Linked DNA regions of Mus musculus: region 2 is linked to region 1. A link is a contact called in public HiChIP or PLAC-seq data. All regions are on one chromosome and are shown on one strand. The core of a region is the stretch at or near the end of the contact, and the rest is flanking DNA. Distances in the headings are between cores, read along the strand shown. Region 1 overlaps Atg7 (autophagy related 7). Region 2 overlaps Gm36355 (a long non-coding RNA gene).

Region 1 (7,271 bases), core at 3,910-6,409:
TTCCTTCCTTCCTTCCTTCCCTTTCCCTTTCTTTCTTTCTTTCTTTCTTTCTTTCTTTCTTTCTTTCTTTCTTTCTTTCTTTCTTTCTTTCTTTTCCTTCCTCCCCTTCCTTCCTTCCTTCCTTCCTTCCTTCCTTCCTTCCTTCCTTCCTTCCTTCCTCCCTTCCTCCCTCCCTCCCTCCTTCCCTCCCTTCCCCCCCCCTCTCTTCCTGCTTTTGTTTTTCAAGACAGGGTTTCTCTGTGTAGCCCCGGTTGTCCTAAAACTCACTCTGTAGACCAGGCTGGCCTGGAATTCAAAGATCTACCTGCTTCTGCCTCCCAATTGCTGGGATTGAAGGCGTGTGCCACCAATGCTACCACCGCTGGCTTTGAATTCTTAAACAAAACAGGAACAGTACATCCCTAAGTGGGTTTTTGAGGTGCCCCAGAATGTGATGTCAAGTACTGAGTTCCTACTCCCCCCTCTCTTCACTAGGTGTCCTCTCAACAAGAGCTCACACTGCCTCCTGATCGATCGGGATTGATCAATTGATCGACTGCAGTTTCCCGTTCTATGCTACACACACCTCAGATGCAGCTCCTCTGGCTGAACCACCCTCCAGGCCACTTTTGCATCCCTTTCGTGGGAAGCTCCCCACGCCACTCTTCCCGATGGGCAGGCTGGCTGGATGCAAACTAGTGAACTCAATATTTTATGTATAAATTCTCTTCTTTTGGTCCCTTGAACTGGGTCTTACTCTTTTGGTCTAAACATAGCCCAGGCAGCTCTGAAATTCACTGTGAAGACCAATATGGCTTAGAACTTACAGAGATCCACCTACCTCTGCCTCTTGAGTGTTGGGATTAAAGTCCCGGGCCACTGTGCCTGGCCTGGTGGTTTATTTCTTATGTGGTTAATTTTTTAGATGCTTTAAACTTTTTTGCTCTATCAATAAAGCATATGCAGGTCTTGCATATGCATTATAACATTTTTACTGTACTGCTTAGTATATGCAAGACCTGAATATACTAAGCAAGAGTTCTACCACTGAGCTGTGCATCTGACCCTTATAAACAAGCTTCTTCCATGCAGCCAAACCTCCAGCGGAGACCTCAGTCAGTGAGAAAACTCTCAGTTCAGTCAGGACAAAGCAAGACATCGACTGTGGCTGAGATCAGCATCAATCAGACAATGCGATAGACAAGAAAACACGCTGCACAGAGGGCTGCAGTCAGTTCAGTGGGTAGGAGCACTGACTGCTCGCCCAGTGGACCAGGGTTCAGTTCCCAGCACCCACATGATGGCTCACAACATTGTCTTCTGGCCTTGAGAACACTGCACGTGAGTGGTGCACAGATATATATTCATGCATGCAAAACACCCATACATATAAAATTAAATTAAATTAAAATTTAAAACTAAAGCTTTAAAATTGTTATCTATAAGCCAGGCAGTGGTAGCACACGCCTTTAGTCCCAGCATTTGGGAGGCAGAGGCAGGCAGATTTCTGAGTTCGAGGCCAGCCTGGTCTACAGAGTAAGTTCCAGGCCAGCCAGGGCTACACAGAGAAACCCTGTCTTGAAAAACCAAAAAAAAAAAAAAGTTATCTACAGAAGGAATGGTTAATTTGGGAAACCTTAGAAAATTTTCAATTGACTAAAACAAGAAAGGTTAATAAGACTGCCAAGTAGGTGGCATATAAAAATCAAAATTTCCTGTATACCAGTAATAACTTGGAAAAAATCAAAAGAGCCAAAGACATTATTAGCAATCCTATTGTTTATATGACAGCAACTGAACAAAGTCAAAGGACTCCTCTAGACAGAGCCTAGATGACGGGTATGAATTAAGCTTACAGGCTGTCATAGTTTTATCCATGAACTTGGCAGACAGAGGGTCAAGGTAATGACATTTTAATAAGCACAATAACATTTCAATAAACACATTGTGCAGTTCACTAAGCTAAATCAATGGTCACCAGAGAATTCTTCAAAAGAATTTGGACAGAACTAGCATCTTAATTTTATGCAGGATAGCTACAAGAATTTTTGATATTTTCTGATGTTTTTTCCTAGACCACTAATGATGTTAAAGAGGTAATAATACTGGCTGCTTAGATAGATGCTGTATCAGGGCTAGAGTGTTTGGCAGTTAGGGGCATGCACTCCTCTTGCAGAGAACTGGAGTTTGGCTTCCAATACCCACAATGGCTTATAAGTCCAGCTCCAAGGGACCTGGCGCCCTCTTTTGGACACCATGAACGCTGCACTCACATATGCATATTTCTACACATAGACACACATATAAAGAAAAATATGGCTTTTTAAAGTTGTTACACACAACAACAAACAAGTGTGTCTAACACAGGACAAAGGAGAAGGGAAAACCCCAATGAATGATGTGCCATGAATCTCTCCTGAGTGAAATTAGTCACTCAAGCTAAAGCAAAAGGGTGCTTTAGTTTTGGTTCCCCAGGAAATAACTAAGTTGTGATGTGACTCAGCCAGCAGAAGGTGGGACATAGGAGGCTTGTTCCTGCTGCACTGGATCAAACATCTGCTCACAGAGAAAGACTACGAGATGACAGGACCATGGTGGGCCTGCTAGACCTGGACTGCCTGGGATTTATTAAGTACATTGAAAACAGACAGTCCTCGCTAGGAGTCTTCTGCTTTTCTGAGAAATGTGTACTTCTGTATTTCTGTAAGACACCACACTCCAAGGGAAATGCCGTATTAGTTTCCCAGGGCCTCATTGCTGGTGGCCAGAAGGCAATGCCTCCCTTCACCTGCTGTGTTTGGATGCCTTTCTGCTAAGGCAAGGCTCAGCTGGCCAGGGCTAGGTGGAGCCCACCAAACAGCCAGGCAGCCAGCAGCAGCTGAGCACAGATCAGGACTAAGGCTTGGGGAGGAAAGGGTGTCCCTTGCGAGAGAGAGACAGCTACGAGAGGGAACTGAATGTCTGGAGATGCTTTTGAACAGAGTTTTGAAAATGGCCCTGTCTGTTTTGGCCTAGGGCTACATACTTAAAATGATAAAGCTGTACTTTCTGCTCAGCTTGAAACCACAGCCAGTGTGAGCATGCAGGGTGCATGCTTCTGGAGAAGAAAGGGCTGGGGCACCCAAGAGACTACTGCTGGTCAATGTGGAAACTAAAGACTGGTCGCCAGGCCCTCTGCAGTCCTTGTGCCTTGTGCTGGGTTCTGTTTCAGTTCTTTCTTTCCTCCACAGGCTTCCCATGTGAGCTGGGTTCCACGACTGCTATTTGGCTATGTGGGGGGATGGACTGGGGTATAATTATTCTAACAGCATGAGGGGCAATTTTGCTTCCAGAGCAACACTTTAAAACCTTTGTAGCCTGCTGCGTGCCAGCATCACTAGAATGCTTCCTTCCGAGTTCGAGCAGGAGCAGCGCTATAAATCAGATATGGGGAAGCCAGCCTCCAAGAGGCAAGTCCACACTCAGGGATCCCTGAGAAATGGCAGCCTGGACTTTCCGAGACTCAAGTGAGGAAGGTCACAAGGTCCCAGTTCTGGTCTAGGCTTAGGGATGGGATAGGTGGACAAAGCTGTGGCTACCATGCTATGGTGCATCGAGGTACTAAGAGGACTACTACTGAGGTATGAGGATCATTTTATCAGGACTGAACATCCTCCCCTCTCCTCCTTCAAGGACAGGGGAAGACAAACAGAGAGGGACTGATTTGAATGGATGGCCCTATCATTTACAAATCATGACTTCTGAGTGACCCCCTATAACCCAGGGGAGGAGAGGGACGAGAAATGACTGAAGTTGGATCCCTTACAAGTTTTGAGAGCCACATTAACATGATCTCATCATCCTGTGGGAAGTACTTGACAAAACTACCTGCAGTATCTTCCTGGCCCTGCTAGAGCCCTCTGGGGGATCCCTGTGTCCACTTCACAGAGGAATAAATGTCTGAGAACAGGAAAACACAGGCTTGAGGCCTCAGCTGGCTGGCTAGCAGAGAGCAGGCTAGACTTCTAACACCAGAGAGCAAACTGTGCAAGGGTGGGGAGTGTGGGGTGGGGGTGGGGGTGGGGTGGATCATATGCAAAGGGCTTTCATGCTGTGAGAGGCCAACACTTTTTATTGTGTGTGCAGCGCGGGCTCCTGCAACCCAGGTCTAGATTGGGGTTTGCCCTGTGTGGCTGGAGTGTTTCATTATTCAGTCATATTTTTAAACTTGGCTGTGCCACTCGGATATAAATGAACATTAGAAGCCGAGCCTAAATTCTGTGAATAATTAGGTCTGTAGCCATGCAGTGGGGCTGGACTCCTGCTCCAAGCCCGTCCCAGCTCAGTGCAGTTCCTCCTGGGATGAGGACTCAGTGACCTTTCCCAACCCTGTGGAGAGTTCCGTTACTCTGCACAACTCTGCACCTCAGTCAGCTCATCTTGGAGCCCATGATTCACGAGTGTCCCTAGGAATCCCCCCAGCATCTCCATCACTTTGCAGACTATTTTAGTTAGGAGAAAGGCAAGAACACAGCAGATGGTTGCCAGTGCCTTCCCCATCCCAGTTCTCTACTGACTCCAGCAAGGACATGCAAGGTCTCTTTTGAGGTGGCTTTTGCCCTACAGCAAAAGGGTCTCAGACAAAAGAAAGCAGATGGACAGGTGGTGGTGGGGGGATATAAAAACCTCTTCCTAGCAAGAGTAGCCCTGTGGGATGCTTTAGTCTCGAGGTTTCAGCACACGGAACCCTGGCTCTACCGGCCCTTAGCTGATGGACTTGGGACAAGTTACTTATGCTCTATTCCTCAGGGTTCCTCTCCCTAGCCATCACAGAGTAGGAGTAAGGTGTGGTGACAAACAGTTCTGTGGGACCAGCACATTCGTCTGGGCTGCTTCTGTGTTGTGCGCACAGCAGCAATGCAGGCAGCTTAGTGGATAGTGGAGAAGATGGATTATCAACTTTCCCAGACCTGCTTAAGTGCATGGTTCATCCCATGCTAAGCTTTCTGGCATGGTCATGAATTTTGGTCCTCCTGCAGGCCCCACGGCTGACCAGGCAAGCACACAGGTGCAGAGCTCTGTGCCAGGAGTCCCAGGGGCCCACCCTTTACTTCTTCCCACCTTGTCTTCCTACAGTGCTAGCACTTTCTTCACCACAGGTCTATAACTTCTTGATGAGTCACCCTTTGTGACATTTTGCCACCCTTTCCCATTCTGTCCCAGCCACACCCTGTTTCCTCTGGTTTCTGGCACCATCTAGCTTGTCCAGCCTGTGGACTAAGCATTCTTCTCCTGGAGGAAGGTGCAGGCAGCTAAGGCAGCTGGTTGCTGCTTCACACTCCACAGTTCTCACGTGAGTCGCACCCGAGACAGCAGAGCCCGTGGTCTGTAAGGACTGTCTTCCAGCAAGCATGTCAGGCCGACATGTTGACCAGTATCCCCATGTTACAGAGGGGAAGCTGGTAACCGCAGCCTCCAAAGTTCATTCCGGGGTTTTCTCCCCAGGCTTGTGTGTGGCCTGCAACACCAACTACCCCTGCTATGCCAAAGTGCTACCCTCTCGTGCTGGAATGTGCCAATTTGTTTCCAGAATACAAGGAGAGAACTTACAACTGCCTATGTCTGTTATAGAGATACATGCCTGGAGCATGGAGACGGAAAAGAACGTAGGCTCTGCCAAACACCAATTTAAAAAGTTAATACTAAATGCTGGTGTTTTCAATAGAGGAAAAAAATCACTTCCTGAATGCATGGTGGGTCCTTGACAAGCCAAGCCCAGGTCTGCAATGACTTCCCTAGGTAGGTTTTCCAGGAAATGGCTGAGAGAGGGGGAGGGAGGCTCAGTGCAGTGTGGTGGCCAGAACGAGTCTTCCTCCCCCTCTGGCACCACCTTGGCTTTCTGAACAGCAAAGCCACTCTGCCATGCTCTAACTCAAAGGCTCTGTATGGCTGGGTTCTCGACACTGTTTACCGGATGGGTAAACACAGGAAGAGGGGGCACTTCCATACCCTGCTGCTTGACTACCACAGGCTATAGAGGCCAGTGAGGGGGGCACCTGTGGGACCCTTGCAGAGTTGCATGCTGAATGGAGTGGGGGGGGGGGGCTGTCTCACTGACTGCTCTGGCCTCCAATCTTCGCTTGGACAAGTTTTGTGATGTGACTCTAGGGAAGTTTATTAAGTTTCTTTAAGCCTCAGCCTCCCAGTTGCAAGAGCTCATGGAAGTTTCAGGACTGCAAGGGCAGAGGTCTCAGGTGCCTTGCTGGCTTCTGTGTCTTACTGGGGGGCCTGGCTAGCAGGGCTAGCACCCCTCCAGGACAGTGCCATAAGATGCCTTGTTATCTGCACATGGGGAGGGGAAGGAGAAAGCGACAGTGGGTAAGGGAGCATCTGGATGCCAATGACAAGCACTGCTGACAGGGTGGTGAGCCAGTATGTCAGGCAGCTGGGACCCGTCCTGTCCCTCAGCTGCCATGGCTCAAGGCCACTCTAAGAATAGCATCAGAGGCAAACTGGAGTCAGGGTCAAGCTCCAGAAACTTTCCACCCAGGAAGGACACACGTGTTTAATCCATCACCTTCGTCCAGCTCCTTCCTCAGCACTAAAGTGGGGATATTAGTACCTGTGTTCCTCACACTACACACTTACTGGGAGATAGTAGATTTTCTCAACATGGTGGGAATGGGAATGGGCCCTATAGGCTCCATATTTGAATGCTTAGTCCATAGCTGGTGGAACTGTTTGAGAAGGATCAGGAGGCTTGGCTTTGTTGGAGGAGGTATGTCATGGGGGATGGGTGTGGAGGTCTCAAACGCCCAGACACTCCCAGTTAGCTCTCCCTCTGCCTTGTGTTTGTAGATCAAGAAGTGAGCTCTCAGCTATTATTCCAGCGCCATGTCTGCCTGCCTGCTACCATGTTCCCTGCCACGATGGACATGGACTCTAATGTCTGAAACTATAAGCCCCAATAAACTCTTTTTACTGTAAGCTGCCTTGGTTATGATGTCTTTTTACAGCAAGAAAAAAGGAAGGAAGGCAGCAGTAAATGGGGAACTCCACTGCCCTAGGTTTTAAAAAATAAAGGCAGAGCTTCCGAGACCCCAGAAGATTTCATACCACTACCACCATCACCACCACCTCCCCACCACCACCGACAACAACTCCACCACCACCAAGCACACTAGTCAGAGTCTGCACTCTGGCTGCTGGCAAGGTACAGTTTCAGAATCTGACTTGGTACTGAGGCTCATGAGCACTGCATGCTGCTGGTATTTATCCATGTACAGGGTTCTCTGGGATTCCAGCTGGGAAAG
Region 2 (6,778 bases), core at 3,604-6,103, 680 kb before region 1:
CACAGAGAACAGAGGAATTAGCAAATCTATTTTTTGCAAATTTAACCAGATCCTCTGCGCCCCATTATGACTTAATTTAGACTTTTAAAATCTATATAGCTTTCTGTTTGTTTGCTTCCAGGTTGTGATATAGATGAAATGAATGGCAACCCACATTAACCGCAGGCTGAACAACCCCCCTGGAATGTTTGCTGAAGAGCAAGGCAGTGGAGGCTGGCCCACAGAGGAGCCCTATCGCCAGCCATCAGCAAAGACCAGACCTGGTGGAGACTGGAGGACACGCCTGATAACTCAGTGCCCTTGAGAGCTTTCTAGGTGCCTCCAGGCTGCTCCAGTCCTGTGTGTGTGTGTGTGTGTGTGTGTGTGTGTGTGTGTGTGTGTTGTGTGTGAGAAAGAGAGGGATACAGTCCCTGGTAGGTAGCAGTACTCTTAAAAGCTCCTACCACATCCATGACCTTGGCACTAACAGGAAGCCAAGCCTTTGTGGACAGATCCCATGAACTTGAACAAGGAGTTTATATATCAAATGGCCTCATAGAGCTGTAAGAGGAAGCCCAGATGAATCTTTCTTGAATGGACAAATGCTTTCATGTAAGTAGGAGGTGGATTAGGTTCTGGAACTGCCCTGTCCCTCTCCATTTACCCCACTCTTCTCTCTTCTCCTCTGATTTCTTTGTGGTGCTGGAGGTGGACCTCGGCACTTCACATGTTAGACAAGTGAAGTGTACCACTAAACTGTATCTCAGTCTCAGATGGAATTTTCTTAAGGAAGTCCAGGAAATATTTCAAATAGGCAACAGAACCTAAGATTTGTCCATATTGACAATTCCCAACTCAGCGACCAACCAACAAATTAACCAACCAGCAGCCAACCAGCAAATCAAGCAACTAGTTGAACCACCAAGCAACCAGCCAACCATCTAAGCCACCAACCAACCAACTAATCAGCTGACCCAGAAACCAAATAGACAACCAACTGTACAGTCAACCAACCAACCAAGTAAACAACTAATGGGATAACCATCATTCAACAACCAATGAATCAATGGACTGAACAACTAAACCAACTGGTCATCCAACCAATTGACTAACCAACTGAACAATCAATCATCTAACCAACAGAGCCACTAATCAACCAACCAACCAACCAACCAACCAACCAACCAACCAACCAACTAACCTAGCATGAAAACAACTAAGTAACCAATAACCAAGAAGTAGAACCACTAATTGAAATATTCACTGGGTTGGAAAGAAATCCCCTCTTCCAGTGTTTCTGCCCTTTGTCTCCCCCGAGCTCCAGTAGCGTTGCCTGTTCCTCAGACACCTTCTGGGCCATTCTACCACTGCCTGTTTCCATTCCTCTAGAAATTGCTGTGCAGGGCACCTCTGTCCCTTGCACCACTGGTCACAGGCTTCTCACCTGCAGCCAGTGCACAAACAACATGGCTAGAAAGGCATACAATGAAGGGCCCAGTCCCCCCCATCTGACTTTTGAGGAATTGTGTGTGTGTGTGCGCTGTTGTTGTTGTTTTCTGGTCTCCCACTTCTCCAGGTGGAGAGTGCCTACCTGGGTCCAGACAGACAGATTCCCTGACTTCTTTGCCCTGAGTTCCATCCCTGCTACCACATTACCCTGACATGGTGGTACAGACTTGTAATCCTAGGATTTGGGAGGTGTAGACTAGGGGTTCAGGACCATCCTTGACTACCTATGGAGTTTGAGGCCAGCCTAGACTCTCTGAGATCCTGTCTCAAACAAACAAACAAACAAACAAACAAACAAAACCATACTGCAAACAAGCAACAACGCAAAGCCTGCCTGTAGTTTGCCGGGTATCAGTAGCAGAAAGTCAAGTGTGCTTGGGTTGGGAGGGGGGAGGAGCTCCACTTATCTTTGGTTTCCTTTAATTAGTCTTCCCACTTGCCACCACAGGTCACAATCCTTAGGAAGTGTCCCAGACACTGCCTGGACCGGCGGTGGTTCCCGGAAGTCACTGCTCCCAGGTCAGGTGCCTCTTTCTTCCCTCCCACCTGACCTGGGCTGCAAAGGAGCCTCCCTGGCTGTGCGCTGACTTCACCTTCCCCCATGTTCTCGATACTAAATAAGTATATTATGTACAAAATATTGCTATCATCTAGAAAATATCTCCCCAGGAAGGATTAAACAGTGACACATTAAAACCTTTTAAAATGCAGGTATGCATCAGCGGGCCACAAAGACCCCGTGGGCAAACAAGTTAGTGGGGCTTCCAGTCAATGCTGGCTCTGTCGAAGGACAGGGTACTGTACATTTAGGGATATCCAAGAATCCTGACTCTGGGACAGCTTGCATGGTTGCTGTTGGAGGAAGGAAAGCACTGGAGGCAGTGAGGGTGTTCTGACAATCTAAGTGGGTAGTTCAGACGGTAAAGGGTTTGTATGGAAGAGGACCTGATTTCAACCTCCAGAACCCACGTTTAAAAACAAAGTAGGCACCGGGCAATGGTGTTACACACCTTTAATCCCAGAACTTGGGAGGCAGAGGCAGGCGGATTTCTGAGTTCCAGGCCAGCTTGGTCTACAGAGTGAGTTCCAGGACAGCCAGGGCTGCACAGAGAAACCCTGTCTCGGGGGTGGGGGTGGGGGACAAACAAAAACAAACAAACAAACAAACAAACACTCAACCAACCAAACAAAGTAGGCATTGTGGTGTGCTTTGTAATCTCAATGTCTGGGAAGGCAGAGACAGGCAGATCTCTGGGGCTCTCTGGCTAGTCATGACAAGCTCCAGGCCAGTGCATGACCCCAACACATTAGAAGCAGAGGAAGGCAGATCTCTGTGAGTTCAAGGTCAGCCATCCTGGCCTTCTACATTGCAAATTCCAGGTCAGATAAGGTGACACAGAAGAAGTAGAAGAGGAGGAAGAATTGGGGGTGGGGTGGGGGGATGGGGTGGAGAAGTGGTCTGTACAACCTTTGACCTATACAGTCTTGCCTATCCCTGAAAAGTCAGTTGCTGCCTTATTCTTACAGCCTGGGAGGCAGGGGTGCAGGACTGGCATGACTGCCAGGGAGCTGGAGAGGGGTAGGATGTAGCCCAGCCGGAGCCCTGTCACCCCTCACCTCTGCGCGGCTGTGTACAGCTGTTCCCCCATCTCCACATGCCTGCCTTGCTGGAGTTTTGAAGAAAATCCCAGCCTCAGAGTAGCTCTCAGTACTAAAGAAGGTTATGAAGACGAAAGCGGAGAGCCTTGGTCTTGGCCACTTCCTGTAGGTAAAGAGGTCAGGAGGAGGGCAGCCCTCGGCCTACAAACATATCCTCCAGGCTGCCCTCCCTCCCTCCAGTGAGGAACTGCGTGCTAGGCTAACCTGCTGCAGGCTGGGATCATGGGGCTGGAGCAGCTGCAGGTCCTATCTATCCTGTTCCGTCTTCAGTAGAAGAAAGCATAGGAGACGGTCTGATGGACAGGGTGTGTGTGGAAGCACAGAGAAGAGAGGAACTTTTCCGACAATGGTTTATGTCTGTCTTTATAGAAAGGGGACGTCTGAGCTGGGCCTTGTGAGTGTAAATGTAAGTTCATTGGAGTATCACAGAAAGAATAATTTACCAATGAGACGAGCATGAGGCACCAGGGCGGAAACCATGCTAGGGTCAGGAACCCGCACGCGCTTGAAAATGAGTCTGTAGAGTGGTGGCAGGAAGCTGGTATGCCCAGCATAGGCCAAGAGTCAAGGAAACTTGAGGGCTGACCTTAGGAGTCTGGGCTAGTACTTGGGAATGCTGAGGCAGGGGAGTGGTCTGCTCAGAGCATGGTCCTGAGAGGGCACCGTGGCCTCCACATGGGGGAACTGGTGGAGAGAGCCAAGCTGGGTATTATCACACAAAGGCCAAACCCATGCACAGCATGGCTGGGGGCTGGGGGTGGGGTTGACACTCCAGTGACAGGGACTGAGGACTGGAAGGCAGGCACCTGGTTGCACTCACTCTCAAGGGACACTAAGTTACCAGCTGCACTGCTAGTATCTTCCCAGTGCTACCTTAGAAACCAGGAGGGACACTGACCCTCTCCCAGTCCCTCAAAACCGAGGACAGAGAAGTGGCCACCGCTCAGCCGGGGGTGTAGGCAGATCCACGGTCATCTTGGTTCTCAGATTCTTCCCAGGCCAGTGTCCTAAGCCTGATTGACAACCCATTCCTGCAGCTGTGCCACAGCCTGGGCAGCTGGCAGGCCAGGGCACTGCACGAAATCAAGGCAGAGAAGGAGCTAGCCCGGGCTCCCTAGATGTAGACAGGGTAGTCACTACACTCCCAAGCCATGCCTCCAGGTTGTCGCTCAGAAAGGGTCAGGAAGGAATGTACCATGCCACGTGATCTTACTTTATTCAGGTTCTGCAGACGAGGAAACCGAGGGCCCCCACATAACTGAATTTGTTGGGCACTTTAGTTCTGCACTGTGCTGCCTCCCACATCTGAGAATAGACTTGGATCAAGGCCACACACAGCAGACTCCACTTTGCCAAAAAGGACAGATGAAGACACAGGCCCCTGGAGAGGGCCGTGTTTCTCTCCTGAACGGGGCAAATGGCTTGCAAAACTCCACGGGCTGAAGATGGGCTTTTGCAATAGAGCTATTGAGACAAGGCACGGGGACCACAAGGCTTTGGGGCTCGTTCTTTTAAAAAAAATCTTTTTTTCCCTCTTTTGGCAAATAAAACAGAGCCCCAGCCAAGCTCCAGGCTGTCAGGGGAAGTTGCCCCTGACCCCTCAGCAGTACCTACTTCCTCCTAGCTGAGGAGAGAGGCTCAGGCCTGCACCCTGAGCTGGCCCAGGTACCCGGGTTGTTTTATGGATGGGTCTGTCATGAGTCAATATGATGACGTTTCCTGGAAGAACTTTATTTCCCTGCATTGTTTGTGGAGTCTGTGCGCTTGAGCACGTACTCCAGTTTAACTTGGAGTGTGCCAGGCTGGTGGACAGACACTACTGAGGGGGGAAAGCAGGGTCTGGGGAGGCCAGGCAGGGGTTGTCCCCATCCTTTAGGTGACAGAGAGAGGATGGTGACTCACAGGCTCTGCCTCATTTCCAGCCCACAGAGGGCTGGCTTGCTGGCTGAAGGCTCTTAAGTCCATCTCCAGATGTCAAGACCACACAGGGCCCTCGGGACCAGGATTGCCGATTCTACCTAGACTGTTTCTTCTCAGTCTACCTAGAGGGCTGTCCCTCTCAGTGTTTGACATCTGTAGCTGAGGAAGTCTGGAGAGGTGACATAGTTCTCTGAGAAAGCTTGTAGAGGCTAGATCAGGATCTTGTAGAGGCTAGATCAGGGTCTTTGGAGCTAGCCAGTCTTGGGTTCAAATTCTAATTCTGCCACTTGCCAGTAGGTAGGTCACCTCAACCCCAGTTGCTTCAACCATCAGATGGGTCAATAGGGCCTGATCAGAAAACAAGTATGTAGCACGCACCATGGAGACTTCATCCCTTCTTACTCTTTTTGAGACAGGGTTTCTCCATGTAGTCCTGGCTGTCCTGGAACTAGCTCTGTAGACCAGGCTGGCTCAAACTCACAGAAATCTGCCTGCTTTTGCCTCCTGAGTGCTGGGATTAAAGATGAACCATCTCTGCCCAGATCCCATTGACTTTCAATAGAAGTTGGAGCTGGGGCTTATAGGGAAGTCCTGCTAGTGTGCCTGTCTCAGGCTGTCCTGTGTCAGTCCTGTTAGTGTGCCTGTGTCAAGCTGTCCCCTTGGCTTGCATCAAAGCCACTGGGCTCCTAAAGGTTCTGGAACACAGGAAATGGCCCTGGTGCTGATAGGACTGTTGGTGACTTAGCCAAGAGGTTTAAGGGGAGACAGAGGAAATTCCATTATCCAGTTCTGGGTTTCCCAACCTGTGTGTAGTTCTGTCTGCTTCCTGCACCTACTATGACCCCAGGCATGTCCCACGCTTGGGGCCCTGGGCTTATCTGGCTTTGTGAAACCCCTGCTCTCAGATACTCTAATCTTTTGTCGCTATGGAACTTTCCAGTGGGTAGAGGACACGGGTAATTTCAATCTGCCCGGCGGTTCTCTCCTTTTATTACAAAATCAGAACCCATGTTTGGCTCTGAGGTCCACTCCTCAGCCTTGTCATTAGGTGTGGTCCTCATAGAACCGTTAGTATAGGCACCCGGATGATTGTTAGTCAAGGGAGGGTCTCTGGCCTGTCAGAGGCTCTTTTGGAATCCAGATCTCAAGAGGATAGTGCAAGACTGCCAAGTGCGTAGGGTCTTATAACCCTGTGGAGGTTACCCAAAGAAACGAGCCGGGGAGGGCTGGAGATATGGTTCAATGGCAGAGCACAGGTGTGAGGCTCCGAGTTTGATCCCCTGTATGGTTGAAAATACAGAAATAAAAGAGGGAGAAAAGAAAAAAGAAACAAGTGACTGGTCTCTCCTAGACCTGGGTGCTGCACATGAGCTTTCCTCCATCCCAACACACGCCCTGGGGTCTCTTGTCACCTTCCCAGAGAACTGTGCCTTTGACTCAGCTGGCTGCTGCTTGTAAGTTGGGAGTTTGGAGTAACATCCAATATGCACATACATCCCTCTACTTGCCTCAGGGGAGGCACTTGCAAATGTCCCCTCTACTTGCCTCAGGGGAGGCACTAAGCCATTCATTCATTCATTCATTCATTCATTCACTCATTCATTCATTCATTCATTCATTCACTCACTCATTCATTTACTCATTCATTTACTCATTCATTCACTCATTCATTTACTCATTCATTCATTCATTTACTCATTTATTCATTCAT

Evidence for each region. HiChIP or PLAC-seq counts read pairs in DNA pulled down with a chosen protein or histone mark.
Region 2: an H3K27ac HiChIP or PLAC-seq map of acute myeloid leukemia shows a contact between it and region 1, with 2.8 times the contacts expected there. The contact joins two enhancer-like sites. A contact is called at or near these places in 1 of 39 promoter capture datasets (hippocampal neurons) and 2 of 115 datasets of contacts at active chromatin or transcription factors (acute myeloid leukemia and pancreatic cancer cells).

What each region holds. Positions count from the first base shown.
Region 1 is chr6:114,838,214-114,845,484 of GRCm38.p6, reverse strand. The region is part of intron 18 of Atg7 (autophagy related 7); the gene reads right to left. Among named protein-coding and RNA genes, the nearest start is that of Vgll4, 80 kb to the left of the region's middle. Within about 2 kb of position 5,159, at least 51 of the 459 cell types and tissues checked have an H3K27ac peak or open chromatin away from gene starts, as enhancers often do. A contact at or near this core is called in acute myeloid leukemia, where this site is marked.
Region 2 is chr6:115,521,111-115,527,888 of GRCm38.p6, reverse strand. Gm36355 (a long non-coding RNA gene) reads left to right here. Exons shown (of 7, transcript XR_869382.3): 7 at 122-2,477. Among named protein-coding and RNA genes, the nearest start is that of Gm36301, 5.0 kb to the right of the region's middle. Within about 2 kb of position 4,853, at least 61 of the 459 cell types and tissues checked have an H3K27ac peak or open chromatin away from gene starts, as enhancers often do. A contact at or near this core is called in acute myeloid leukemia, where this site is marked.